Regions from separate parts of the Salmo salar genome. Here region 1 is linked to region 2. The links are chromatin contacts, called in public Hi-C maps. All regions are on one chromosome and are shown on one strand. The core of a region is the stretch at or near the end of the contact, and the rest is flanking DNA. Distances in the headings are between cores, read along the strand shown.

Region 1 (6,306 bases), core at 3,612-6,111, 36 kb after region 2:
CCTCCAAGCCATAAGACTGCTGAACAATTAATCAAATGGCCACCCGGACTATTTGCTTTGACCCCCCCCCCTTTAAACTGCTGCTACTCCCTGTTTGTTATCTATGCATAGTCAATGTCCCCCTACCTACATGTAGCCTCATTGTTTTGTGTCCCTTTTTATTATATTTTCAACTTTAGTTTATTTAGTAAATATTTTAGTAAATAAGGGCTTGTAAGTAAGCATTTCACGGTAAGGTCTACACCTGTTGTATTCGGCGCATGTGACATAACTTTTGATTTGTTCAAGTAAATCATGTTCTGCTCCTGTATAGTCTCCTATCATGCAATCAATGGTTTGTTCAGTAGTGGTGTGTTTATTGCTATGTCTGCTTGACTTGATAGAGTAAGCTCGACGCTGATGTGCCCAGTGGTCTGCTGTACTGCAGACCATGGCTTCTTTAGCAGTGTAACCCATTGTGTAATAGGTTTAAAGGTTTACCTTAGGTGAAAAGGGTAACTTGTTTTGAGTTCAACACCAGCGTCTGTTCTTAAACCATCTTATTTTTCTCCCACACATTCGGACACGGTAAGGCTTGTAACCTCAGTGCTATGGATAAAAGTTTATGTACCAGTTATTTACCAAAGTTATTTTACTCAGAACAAATATTTGGTCACAACTAGTTTTTTTTGTTTTTTGTTAGGCTTTTGGTGAGGTAATTCACATGGCTATTCACACAACTCAGTTGTGTGAATAGTCTGCCTGTGTCATTATGCAATTAATATGATTGGCTGTGCTGTTGAGTACATTGATCAGGCAAGTCGTATGCTCATTGCTCATCTGATTTTATGCAAGTGCTTTGCAAACATCTAGTTTTGATTTATTGAATGTTTGTCCCCCATAACTTCACCATATTTATCTGAGCCTCATCTGGTGGCTGCTAACAGTGGAACATATCAACAACAAAAATGTCAGCACCAGGAACACCATTCTGATTGGCTGGCAGTGTACCAACTGCTTGCCGTTGCACTGAATAGCCTGAGTGATGAAAAACAAATGAGGACACCACATTTATTTTACTGCAGCGCAACTGGCATGCTTCTTTTTATGTGTGCAGATTGTTTTGCAGGAAATGCCTGTGTATGTGGGTTTTTTTGTCTGCCTGTGTGCCTATGTAGGTGAAATATGAAAACAGGGAAGGGAGCGCAGCTGATTGACGTGGATGGCCTGCTGCTTGCTTTGCATTTCTATCCTGTCACCCTCTAAAGACAATATTTTAATATGATGAGCGATGGCAAGACCTTGACATTTTAGGGAGGCTAGTTGGAGCAGCACAGCGAGGCAATTTCGAAAAAAAACTCTAAACTGAGTGCTTGATGTGAAATACAGAAGGCTTTCACCTCATCCAAACAGGACAATTTGTAAAAAGTTCCATGCAAGCAGTGGTCCGCTGTGAGTAGTATGCATATGGGAGAACGACTACTTCCTCACCTTTCACACAGCAGTAACAGGGGACGCTGCTTGACAGATTAGTCCCATCATAAAGGACAGCTAGATTATCCAGATTACTTATCTGGTTTCTGTACATTTAGACTAGTTAAAGATTCATCATGATAATCCGGTGGTCATTTGGATGTGGTTAGATTTCAATTGTAATGCACAGTGTTTATACTGTTTAATGTGCCTGTCTCCTGAATGGGCTTTACTGAACAGTCCTCTTTTTTTGCCCACCAAGCAGGATCTATGAGGTTTGACCCATTAAATCCACTTGTTCAGTAGGATTGGTTTTCAATGTGACTGTGTTTATTTGTCCTATATCTCTCAGGACCTGTCTTCACAACCGCTGATCCGATTTACTGGAAACCAAGGGGTAAGTGCATTTGAAGTTATAACAACTCTTTATATTTTGCAGTAAAATTATGTGATCACTGTCTGCAAATGAGTTTGCACCACAGACTACATTTTTCTATCGGTAAAGCATTAACTCAGACTGTGTTCTGTGTGTGTATAACCAAGTACTGACTAGACGGCCTCTGTAGCTGCAGTGAGCTGTGTTGTCTGCGAGTGACTGGCAGGATTAGATTTCCTGTCATATTTTGGCAGCGACATGCGTGGCTACAATTACATCTGCACTGAGCAGAGGGGTGCAGCTGTACTATCAGGCCTAGATATTCCCCTCACAGGGTGGACAGACAGACACAAGTTCTGTCCATGTGAGAGACAAGGAACTTGTCTGGACACACGACCCAGACAAGTCCCATCACATGCTCTTCTAGTATGGACAGCATCAGTCTGTACAAATTAGCCCGTAGGAAAAAATATATATTTTCTGTAAGGTGAGCATTGTCATTCTCAGTATGAGCAGCACTGTATGCATTCCAGACGTTTAACGCTGCTGGTCCAACATCTCTCCATCAAACAAGCCCTCACTAATGTGATTCAGTTTGTTAGTGACATTTACACTGAAGTGTTGACGGTGTAGATTTAGATTTGTTTTCATTTCAGACATCAGAACATAAACTGGAGCGGTGCCACATGTTGCTAACGTGTCTAATTTCTATTGTTTGGATAATCAGTACTGTTTAGACCTAGATAAGCTAAAGCTAAGCGAGCTGTCTGAACACTACCGTGTACAGAAGGTAGGTGGGTCACATGCGATCCAGTGTCTAATGTGGTTACAAAGTGAGAGGTTTCAGTGGCCATTGGATTGTGCTTTAAACGTTTTGAACAGTCTTTTCTCTCATTTGAAGCAATGCACGACCATGTCTTTGTCTTAATTAACCATTTGTAAATATGGTATTGGAACTGACCCTGTATATAGCTTACTTCTCGTGTTCTTATTTTTGTGTTTTTGTTCTACCTTATGTTATTTTTAGTACATTGATATTGATTTCTGCATCATTGGGTTTAGTGCTAGCAATAAAGGCATTTCACTGTACTTGTACACATGACATTAAAACTTGAAACCCTCAGTCTAATATTTTGATAAAGCTGTAAAGTGTTTAAAGCGTCTGCGTTTTTCATATGGTAGTTAAATCTCCATCGGATGCCTGCCCCCCCCAATTCATGCTTCTAGCGGGAGGTATCAGTAATTGCTCCCATCAACTTGAGAGATCAGATGGTTAGAAAATATGGTGTTTTTACTGGGTGTTTGAAGTGCTGAATTATGCATGTGTTTAATGGCTGGGCTGGATAGGAACCTGTTCTATTAGTTCACCGGAATGCTAATGAGAGCGGGGGCGTGAGGGGGAAAGCTGCTAAATGATGTGTTGGCTGCTCAGTGTGACCATAGCATTTACATTCATTCATATTGGCAGAGCTTTCATTCAGTCACTTCCAGGGTCAAGGTGGCATAATAGAACCAGCTCAAAGAATAGTCAGGAAAGGTAAACAGGCCAGGGATGGTAAACATCCTGTGTGGGTGAACGACTGTGTGTGTGTGTGTCAGTGTTCCTCAGGCTGTATGTCTGGCTGTATTTGGCGAGGAGGACAGGCTTGTGCCAGCAATGAATGCCCCCTGCTTTGCACGGCCTCTCCCTCAGCTGTTTCATTAATTACAGCTAAGGAGGAGCTGCTGTGAAGGGGCAGTCCTCTCCAGTGCCCCTGGCCTGAAAAGAGGCTTTGTTTGCAGGACTGTGCAAAATATGAAGAGAGCTGGAGGCAGAGAGAAAAGGGGGTTGGAAATGGCTGTTAAAATCCATTTGCTTTTCAGATGGTAGGGTGGGTGACCATGTCTGTCTGGTGGAGAGGGTGCGCTGGAGTGTGCTGTTCATTCAGCTTTTTGTTGAGGATGGACTACCCCTCTTTCCATGCTCCCTGTTTCTCATTTGAGTGCATGTTTTGGTAATAAAATGCATCATTTTGGCTTGGCATTTCCTCTGAGAGAAGGCTGCTTCCGACCTGTCTGGTTGGTTATGGCTAGATGTAGTGTGGGTTTGAGGTTCGCTGGTTTTCATGTGGATAAAGTATTTTTGAGAGGGTAGTAATTCACCACCTGACTGTAACGTCTGTGTGAAGTTCCAGTGTCCATAGATAACTGCCAGTAGGCACAAGCAGTAGCCCATTGCTGCAGCATTACTGTTGGTTGGTTGGCCCCGGCCTGCCTGCAGTGGGATCAGGGCATCTGTTGCGTGGAGCCTCAATCAGCCCACATTCACAGCTGGGGCCCGACTCTGTAATCCTGTACTGTGTCAGACTGACTCACCCCTCCTTTGCCTTCCAGTGAGTCCCACTGCCTCTTAATCATCGCAGGTTACACACACACTCACTACCCTTGTAAATTGTGTGTGTGTGAGATCGACATACTCTTACTGATGAGGGGTGTCTGGTGTGCACATCTGCAGTCACCTCAGTTATCCGGAAGTGGTGAATTGATGATATTCAGCGGAACTTTTGAATGAGGAAGCATGATCAGGAAGTGGTGAATCGATCATATTCAGCGGAATGTTTGAATGAGGAAGCATGATCATTGTCCTGTTTGTTTTCTTCTTGTGAAGTAAGATTATTGTAATATCCAGGCTACCTCAATTGGACATTACAATAATGGGTCTAATCCCATTCAGAGTTTCTAATAAACACACAAGGCAATGGGTTGATAACGCCGCACTGTGAAAGGCTAGATCTCTTCCATGTGGGGCATAAAAGGCAGGTTTGTACTGGAGCTGAGGCTGAGCGTCTCACATAACCGAGAGCCCAGTGTTTATTTATAGTTGGCCACCTGCAGGCTCCACACGTGTTAGGACCTTGGGTAAACCGAGCTGGGCTGCTAGCGCGAGAGGGAGAGAGACCGAGATGGCGGTCTTTGAGTATATCAGCCCCAGTGTGTTAGAGGAGCAGTGGGTCACAGCTCTCCAACACTGCAGGGAGCCAACAGACCAAGCCAGGGGTCAGCCTGCTCAGCAAGCCTGCCAGAACTCCCAACAACACCGCCCTCTCCCCTGGCCATGCCTTGCTCTACCCCAGCCAACACTCTGTTCTTCTCTCAAGCCTGGAGCTCCACTCCTGTTAGACAAGTCAGACTTGCTCACATACCCAACTACCCTCTACCCCAGCAGGCGTAGGTTTAAAAAACAAAACAAACCCCAAAAAAATCCTCATGGGAGTCCAAGGCCCTAATTCTAGAATTTGTTTTCCATTGTAGGAGAGGGAGGCGTATGGCTTTAAAATCGGTCTTCATTTCTCCAACCTCTCGCTGCCAGTTTAACCTTAATCACTGTTGCTTGAAAAATATTTACTGGGTGTTTCACTGAAAACTGAACTCTGACAGCTCAACCAACACCTGTCTATAGTGATACTGGAATCGGGATCTGTTTTACAAGAAAACCCAACATCTGCATCACATGGGTCTCTTAAAAGCAACCCACTGTTTGGCTAATTATTTTCCCTCTTTAAAAACAAAGTCCAACAGATGTGTGGGCCAGCTACGAACCCTGTGATTAAGAGGCCTCAGCGTTTCGGTAGTAGTCTAGGCGGTAATTTCACTCATTCCCAAGTTTGCCTAGAAGCAACACCTGTAACGTGGGAGCAGTAGAGCAATTATGGCCAAATAGGCGTGACTACTTCAGAAATACCTATGAGTAACGATTCACTGCTTGTTACATTTACTTACATTACCAGTTAAACAAGCAGAATGTCACATATCAGTGGGGACTTGTGGACTAGCCTAGCTCAGCTATGCATCCCCATCTTTTAGCCTCAAGCCTCACCCTGTTACTCATCATCCTCCCACATCGTCACCATGCAAGCATGATAGACACCTACCTATACTGTGCATTTGTTTTTACAGTACACATACAGGTAACTGCCAAAATAAAGGAAACACTTGAGTAATAGAGGGATACTAAGTATATTGAAAGCAGGCGCATCTACACAGATGTGGTTCCTGAGTTAATTAACATCCCATCGTGCTTCATGTATAAAAATTCCCAGTTGCCCATTATTTGGGCTACCATGGCTAGAAGAAGAGATCTGACTTTGAAAGAGGGGTCTCAAAGGGTGTGTGTGTGTCGGCCATCAGATCTCAACCCAATTGAACAATTCTGGAGCGGTGCCTGAAACAGCGTTTTCCACCATAAACAAAACACCAAATGATGGAATTTCTCGTGGCAGAATGGTGTTGCATCCCTCCAAAAATTGTTCCAAACACATGTAGAATCTATCCCAAGGTGCATTTAAGCTGTTCGGGATTTGGTGTCCCAAACGCCCTACTGACACTATGCTGGGGGGTTCCTTTATTTTGGCAGTTACATGTATGTCGCTCATAAGTTACAGGGTGGCGAGTGGGTTTACTGTTGTAATGCTGTTGTTGGCTATACAGCTTTATTCACT
Region 2 (6,556 bases), core at 2,043-4,542:
TGTGCTTGACATTTTGATTTAAGTTGGCTAAAACAAAATTGTGGTAAAAATTAAATATGTACATTTACTTGAACATGTGAACATGCAGTAACTGCACCCTAAACACTATTGTTTCTGGTCAGTATACATGTAGGAAATGTGAAAACAATCTACCATTAATTTAGCTGTAAGGACAGAGAGAGGTGAAGGGGATGTCTGATGTCATTGATACCATTTATTCTTGCAACTACAGCGTCCTCACTCTGTCCTTGACCCCTGTTGCCAATGGAAATAATCTCAAATTAGTTCTAAGAATGGTTATTGCCTACTCAAAGGCCATCGTCTCGTTAACATGCGACCACATATTACAGTTTTTAATATGAAGGATTTTTATCAATTTAAGACAAACTTTTAAAAGGAAGAAATACTAAAGGAACTTAATTTTAAATTTAAAGACTAGATAAAAGTAATACTTATGGGGGAAAACTGTGTCCTTGCTATTACTCCTGATGAAATAGCGTTGTAAAGATTGATGCTCACTGATCCTCTCTCAGTCCTCTGTGTAATACAATTGTTGGCCATCTCTGTACTTATATTGTGATATATAATACTGTAACATTAGAAAGATTTGGGGTGGGGGGGGGGTCGAAGGGGAAGGAAAAAAATATTATCCTGTATCATTCATTGTCCTTTCTGATGACTTGGCAGTATTCTATATGAAGCAGTCTGTCTCTTGGGTTTGCTTTGTATTTCATGGTAGGATAGTTCAGATCTTGTCTTAGGGACTTAGGTGTCTTGTGTAGGTAATAAAGATGTCCTTTGTATGTTTCTTTATATTGTAAAGTTTCTTTAGACTGAAAGAATAACAGATTTGCTTATCAAAAGAAACGACTGCATCAATAATAAATGTAATTTGATTTTTCCCAATTGTTTGAGTCTTCTGTGCACCTCTTTGATCTTCAGCTAAAAAAGAGAGTATATGATCTCCCAAAGTATTTTATATGCCATTATCTCGAAGCCTGTGAGACAACTTAACTTACTAAATTATAAATAAATGTGTGGTTTGAGCATATTTGAATGCATTTGACAACCCTATAAAAGCATTAATTTACTTCATGTGTTTGAACCACAGGTACGGTTGAAGTCGGAAGTTTACATACACCTTAGCCAAATACATTTAAACTCAGTTTTTCACAATTCCTGACATTTAATCCTAGTACAAATTCCCTGTTGTAGGTTAGTTAGGATCACCACTTTATTTTAAGAATGTGACAGAATAATAGAGTGATTTATTTCAGCTTTTATTTCTTTCATCACATTCCCAGTGGGTCAGAAGTTTACATACACTCAATTAGTATTTGGTAGCAATGCCTTTAAATTGTTTAACTTGAGTCAAAGGTTTCGAGTAGCCTTCCACGAGCTTCCCACAATAAGTTGGGTGAATTTTGGCCCATTCCTCCTGACAGAACTGGTGTAACTGAGTCAGGTTTGTAGGCCTTCTTGCTCGCACATGCTTTTTCAGTTCTGCCCACAAATGTTCTATGGGATTGAGGTTAGGGCTTTGTGATGGCCACTCCAATACCTTGACTTTGTTGTCCTTAAGCCATTTTGCCACAACTTTGGAAGTATGCTTGGGGTCATTGTCCATTTGGAAGACCCATTTGCAACCAAGCTATAACTTCCTGACTGATGTCTTGAGATGTTGCTTCAATATATCCCCAATTTTTCTTTCTCATGATGACATCTATTTTGTGAAGTGCACCAGTTCCTCCTGCAGCAAAGCACCCCCACAACATGATGCTGCCACCCCTGTGCTTCACGGTTGGGATGGTGTTCTTCGGCTTGCAAGCCTCTCCCTTTTTCCTCCAAACATAATGATGGTCATTATGGCCAAACAGTTCTATTTTTGTTTCATCAGACCAGAGGACATTTCTCCAAAAAGTACGATCTTTGTCCCCATGTGCAGTTGCAAACCATCGTCTGGCTTTTTTATTGTGGTTTTGGAGCAGTGGCTTCTTCCTTGCTGAGCGGCCTTTCAGGTTATGTCGATATAGGACTTGTTTTACTGTGGATATAGAAACTTTTGTACCGGTTTCCTCCAGCATCTTCAAAAGGTCCTTTGCTGTTGTTCTGGGATTGATTTGCACTTTTCGCACCAAACTCCGTTCATCTCTAGGAGACAGAAACGTGTCTCCTTCCTGAGCGGTATGACGGCTGCGTGGTCCCATGGTGTTTATACTTGCGTACTATTGTTTGTACAGATGAACGTGGTACCTTCAGGTGTTTGGAAATTGCTCCCAAGGATGAACCAGACCTGTGGAGGTCTACAATTTTTTTTCTGAGGTCTTGGCAGATTTCTTTAGATTTTCCCATGATGTCAAGCAAAGAGGCACTGAGTTCGAAGGTAGGCGTTGAAATACATCCACAGGTACACCTCCAATTGGCTCAAATGATGTCAATTAGCCTATCAGAAGCTTCTAAAGCCATGACATCATTTTCTGGAATATTCCAAGCTGTTTAAAGGCACAGTCAACTTAGTGTATGTAAACTTCTGACAAACTGGAATTGTGATACAGTGAATTATAAGTGAAATAATCTGTCTGTAAACAATTGTTGGAAAGATTACTTTTGTCATGCACAAAGTAGATGTCCTAACTGACTTGACAAAACTATAGTTTGTTAACAAGAAATTTGTGGAGTGGTTGAAACACTTAGGTTGGAGTCATTAAAACTAGTTTATGTAAACTTCAGACTTCAACTGCATGTTTGAACCAATGATTTATATATACACTAGATGACTATAGGGGGCGCTGTGTTGAAGTCACTGTGTTGGAAATACGTCTATTAATGTCGACATTCGTTTTTGCCACGATTATTCTTTTAAATGATGTGAGTTTAACATAAACATTTAAATATATATATAAAACAATTCCTTTAAAGTATAATTTTTAGAGATGACTAATGTTAATGTCCCCACTATAACAACAAAAATGCTTAAATACATGTATTTTAGTCCTTGAAACATTTAACTGAAATACTGCAGAATTCCATTCATTCCTATGGAGGACTGCTCCTACTGGGGAGTGCCAATATGACATACTGGCTGCTTCAAACACTCTCAAGGGCCAATACATGTATTTTGCAATCCAGGGTGTGTTTTCATGATTGGTTTGAACGGTCAGGTCATTTGTTTGACTGTCATTGGGAACTACCAATCGTGTGATTGATTAAATATTATAAGCCAATAGAAATACAGAAAAGATGTCAGGCCCAAGGTGAACAGGAAGAGCTTGCTGAATTGACTAAAGGATCAAGCTAAGCTATCATCACAAACTCTTCTTCAATCAAGCGTTCAGTCTATTTACGAAGCATATAATATTTTAAGGTAAGGTGCAATTTAATTGATTCCTTGCTGTCATTTTGTTCTTTTGAACGAAGCAACAGTAAGTCAATTTGTATAAGATAAACTGGCTAGCTAAATACTGTAGCTAAAGTAGTCTCTCAACAAGAAACTTCTCAGAAAGTTCTCGAAACACCCACTGAAATCCTGTTCATTCTTATCACCAAAATGGTTAAAAATGTGAACAGTTAGCTAAGTAAGATGGCTAGCTAGCTGTAGTAGTTACCAATAGCTAATGCACAGTGCTAGTTAGCTACATTGCTTGCTAGCTAACGCTTTAATTAGCTAGCTAGCTGTCTGTTTTCTGACGTTTCTCTCAATCAAATCATGCTTTATTTATACATCGCATTTCAGACATGGAATGCAACGCAATGTGCTTTACAGGAAAACAATTATTTAAAAAAATTGAAAATAAAAGCTGACATATTTACTACACACAGACTACACAACACAAACTGAACAACTAAAAAGCACCCTCATGAAAAGCAAAGCTAAAAATATGATTTAAGATCTCTTAAATATGTCCACAGTTTTGGCCCCCCTCATGTTCTATTGCAGGCTATTCCAGAGGCTGGGGACATAGTAACTAAAGGCTGCCTCCATGCCTCTTGGTCCAAGACTTTGTGATAGTTAAAAGGCCAGAGGACCTGAGGGACCTACTGGGTACATAACTTAAAATCATGTCTAACATGTATTTGGGTGCACAGTTGTGGATTGATTTAAAACCAATAGAATAATCTTTAAAGTATTTTCTAAAGCTCACAGGCAGCCAGTGCAGTGTAATGTGTGCTCTCTGTCTGGTCTTGGTCAGTACCCGTGTTGCAGCATTCTGTATGTTTTGCAGTTGACCAATGACTTTCTTGGGCAGACCAGACAAGAGAGCATTACAGTAGTCAAGTTTGCTTGTAATAAAAGCATGGATGAGTTTCTCTGCAACACCCTGAAAGAGAAACGGCTGCATCTTGGCAATGTACCTCATGTGGTAAAAAGCTATTTTGGTCACATTCCTAACGTGTGAGTTGAAATTAAGTTCAGGATCTAAAATAACACTAAGGTTTTTTACCTGGTGTTTAATCTTTTTATTGCCCATGAATTAAAATGTGTGGCTAGATTCTCTCTGCGTTGGCTCCAACAACTGCCTCGGGTTTGTCTTGATTTAGCTGGAGGAAGTGAGCCATCCAATTATTTAAATTACTAATCATTTATCCGTGGAGCTAAAATCCTCTGGTGACAGAAATATAAAGTTATCATCTGTGTAGCATTGAAAATCAATGCTGTGCTTTCTGATAACTCTGCCAAGGGGTAACATGTATATCTGAACAGTACCGGACCCAAAATCGAACTTTGTGGAAAGCCACATGTGATATGTATTTTCTTTGAGTTATGTTCACCAAGGGTGACAACACTCTCGACCGGTTAAATAGGACCTAAACCAATTTAGAACTGGACCGGAGAGAGCAACCCACCTGTCCAGAAGGACATCATGGTCAGTGTAGAATGTATCACTTAAATCCAAGAATCCAAGGACAGAGAGCTGTTTGGCGTCTGTGTTGGCTCTAAGATCACTTGCCACTTTAACTAAGGCTGTCTCTTTGCTGTGGTGGGCACAAAAAACAGATTGGAATTTTTCAAAAATATAGTTGTCAGTTAAGTCGTTTAGCTCTTTAAACACCAATTTCTCCAGAATTTTTTTTCTTAAGAATGGAAGGTTGGAGATGACTTTTCTTCAGAAGGGGTTTCACCATAGCAGTTTTTAGTGCAGTGGGAGTGAACGCCATGAACGCCATGCGTCTTCACTGTCATGGTATCTAGCTAACGTTACCAGACCCAGAATCATGGATGAATCTGGCCAAACCACAGCAACCCATTCTTTCCAAACAAGCTACACGGTATGATGCCAGAGAGTGTGTGTGTATAGCCAATAACACCCCTTAATTAGCAGCACAATTTATGCTGCTAACCAAATTACCCCTGTTTATTCTCATCTGTATTTCTAAATTGCGTTGAAGGCATTTCAACAGATGACTGACAAAGAGGAGGTGACGGGTGCAGGGGATAACCCAGAGATGGTTCTCTCAGGGAAGAAGTCAGGGAAAGCCTCGCTGCTGGACAGTGGGGAAGACTTTGAGATGCTGGATGATGACATTGATGACGACCCTCCTCCTTTGGAAGATGCTGGGGGTGGGAAGAAGACTAAAACAGAGGAGCCTGCAGAGGACCAAGACACTGGCACTTCAGCTCCACTAGACGAATGGATGGATATACTAGGTAACAAAATGACCTTTTCTATTTTTAGGTTGAAGAGAAAGGAACATCACTGGGTGACCGTCATCACCATTTGGCATATATTCTCACGTATCTATTTGCAGGTAATGGCCAGCTAAAGAAGAAAGTCCTGCAGGCAGGGAATGGGCCAGACAGCAGGCCCACAAAAGGCCAGAATGTCGTGATTCACCTGAAGACTTCACTGGCTGATGGGACTCTTATAGAAGAGCAACCTGAGCTCTCTTTCACTCTGGGAGATGGTGATGTCATCCAGGTACATTCTACTCAGTATTTTAAGTGAAGGCAAATCCGATCTGATTGCATACAATGTAGTGATGATGTTAGTAGATCTCAGAAGTGTAAATGGGTGAAATGTGTATTTCAAGTTCAGTGTCGAGTTTATATTCACCAGCAATGCATCCAAACCAAGATGGTGAGAAGTGTAGTAATCAGGCTTTAAGTCTGTTGTGCTCTCGCAGGCTCTGGATCTCACAGTGCAGCTCATGGAAATGAGGGAGAAGGCCCTCGTCCAAGCCAATGCTAAATATGCATACGGTGCCTTGGGGAGGTATGGAGGATTTCTTAATCTTGCTGGTTCTTTGTGGTTTCACTGGCATGTCTTGTTACCCAAACAAGCCATCTATTCTGAGATTGTAATTTCCTATAAAGATAACTCTGAAATTCTCCCTATGCTTCATGAAGTCGGAGTAGATATCATGAACTTGTGCCTGATATGGTTCTTTGTAGCTGCACCTCTTAAGGGGAGCATAGCTAAACACCTCAGCCCTCTTCCATTCTCAGAAAGAGCAGTGAGTGAAATGGTGCATACCACCCTGCATCCCACTGCTGGCTTGCTTCTGAAACTCAGCAGGGTTGGTCCTGGATGGGAGACCAGATGCTGTTGGAAGTGGT

The links. A called contact is a pair of places that touch in the nucleus more often than the background predicts.
Region 1: a Hi-C map of muscle shows a contact between it and region 2, with 3 times the contacts expected there. The contact joins the enhancer-like site here to the promoter of LOC100194916 in region 2. A contact is called at or near these places in 3 of 3 Hi-C or Micro-C datasets (blood, gill and muscle).

What each region holds. Positions count from the first base shown.
Region 1 is chrssa23:32,351,365-32,357,670 of Ssal_v3.1, forward strand. It overlaps ell (elongation factor RNA polymerase II), which reads left to right. Exons shown (of 12, transcript XM_014169746.2): 2 at 1,805-1,849. Among protein-coding and RNA genes, the nearest start is that of ell, 25 kb to the left of the region's middle. Within about 2 kb of position 4,862, at least 3 of the 13 cell types and tissues checked have an H3K27ac peak or open chromatin away from gene starts, as enhancers often do. A contact at or near this core is called in gill and muscle, where this site is marked.
Region 2 is chrssa23:32,317,098-32,323,653 of Ssal_v3.1, forward strand. LOC100194916 (FKBP prolyl isomerase 8) reads left to right here and starts at 3,293. Exons shown (of 9, transcript NM_001139945.1): 1 at 3,293-3,364; 2 at 5,389-5,647; 3 at 5,749-5,918; 4 at 6,124-6,212. The coding sequence starts at 5,401. It overlaps ssbp4 (single stranded DNA binding protein 4), which reads left to right. Exons shown (of 18, transcript XM_014169744.2): 18 at 1-901.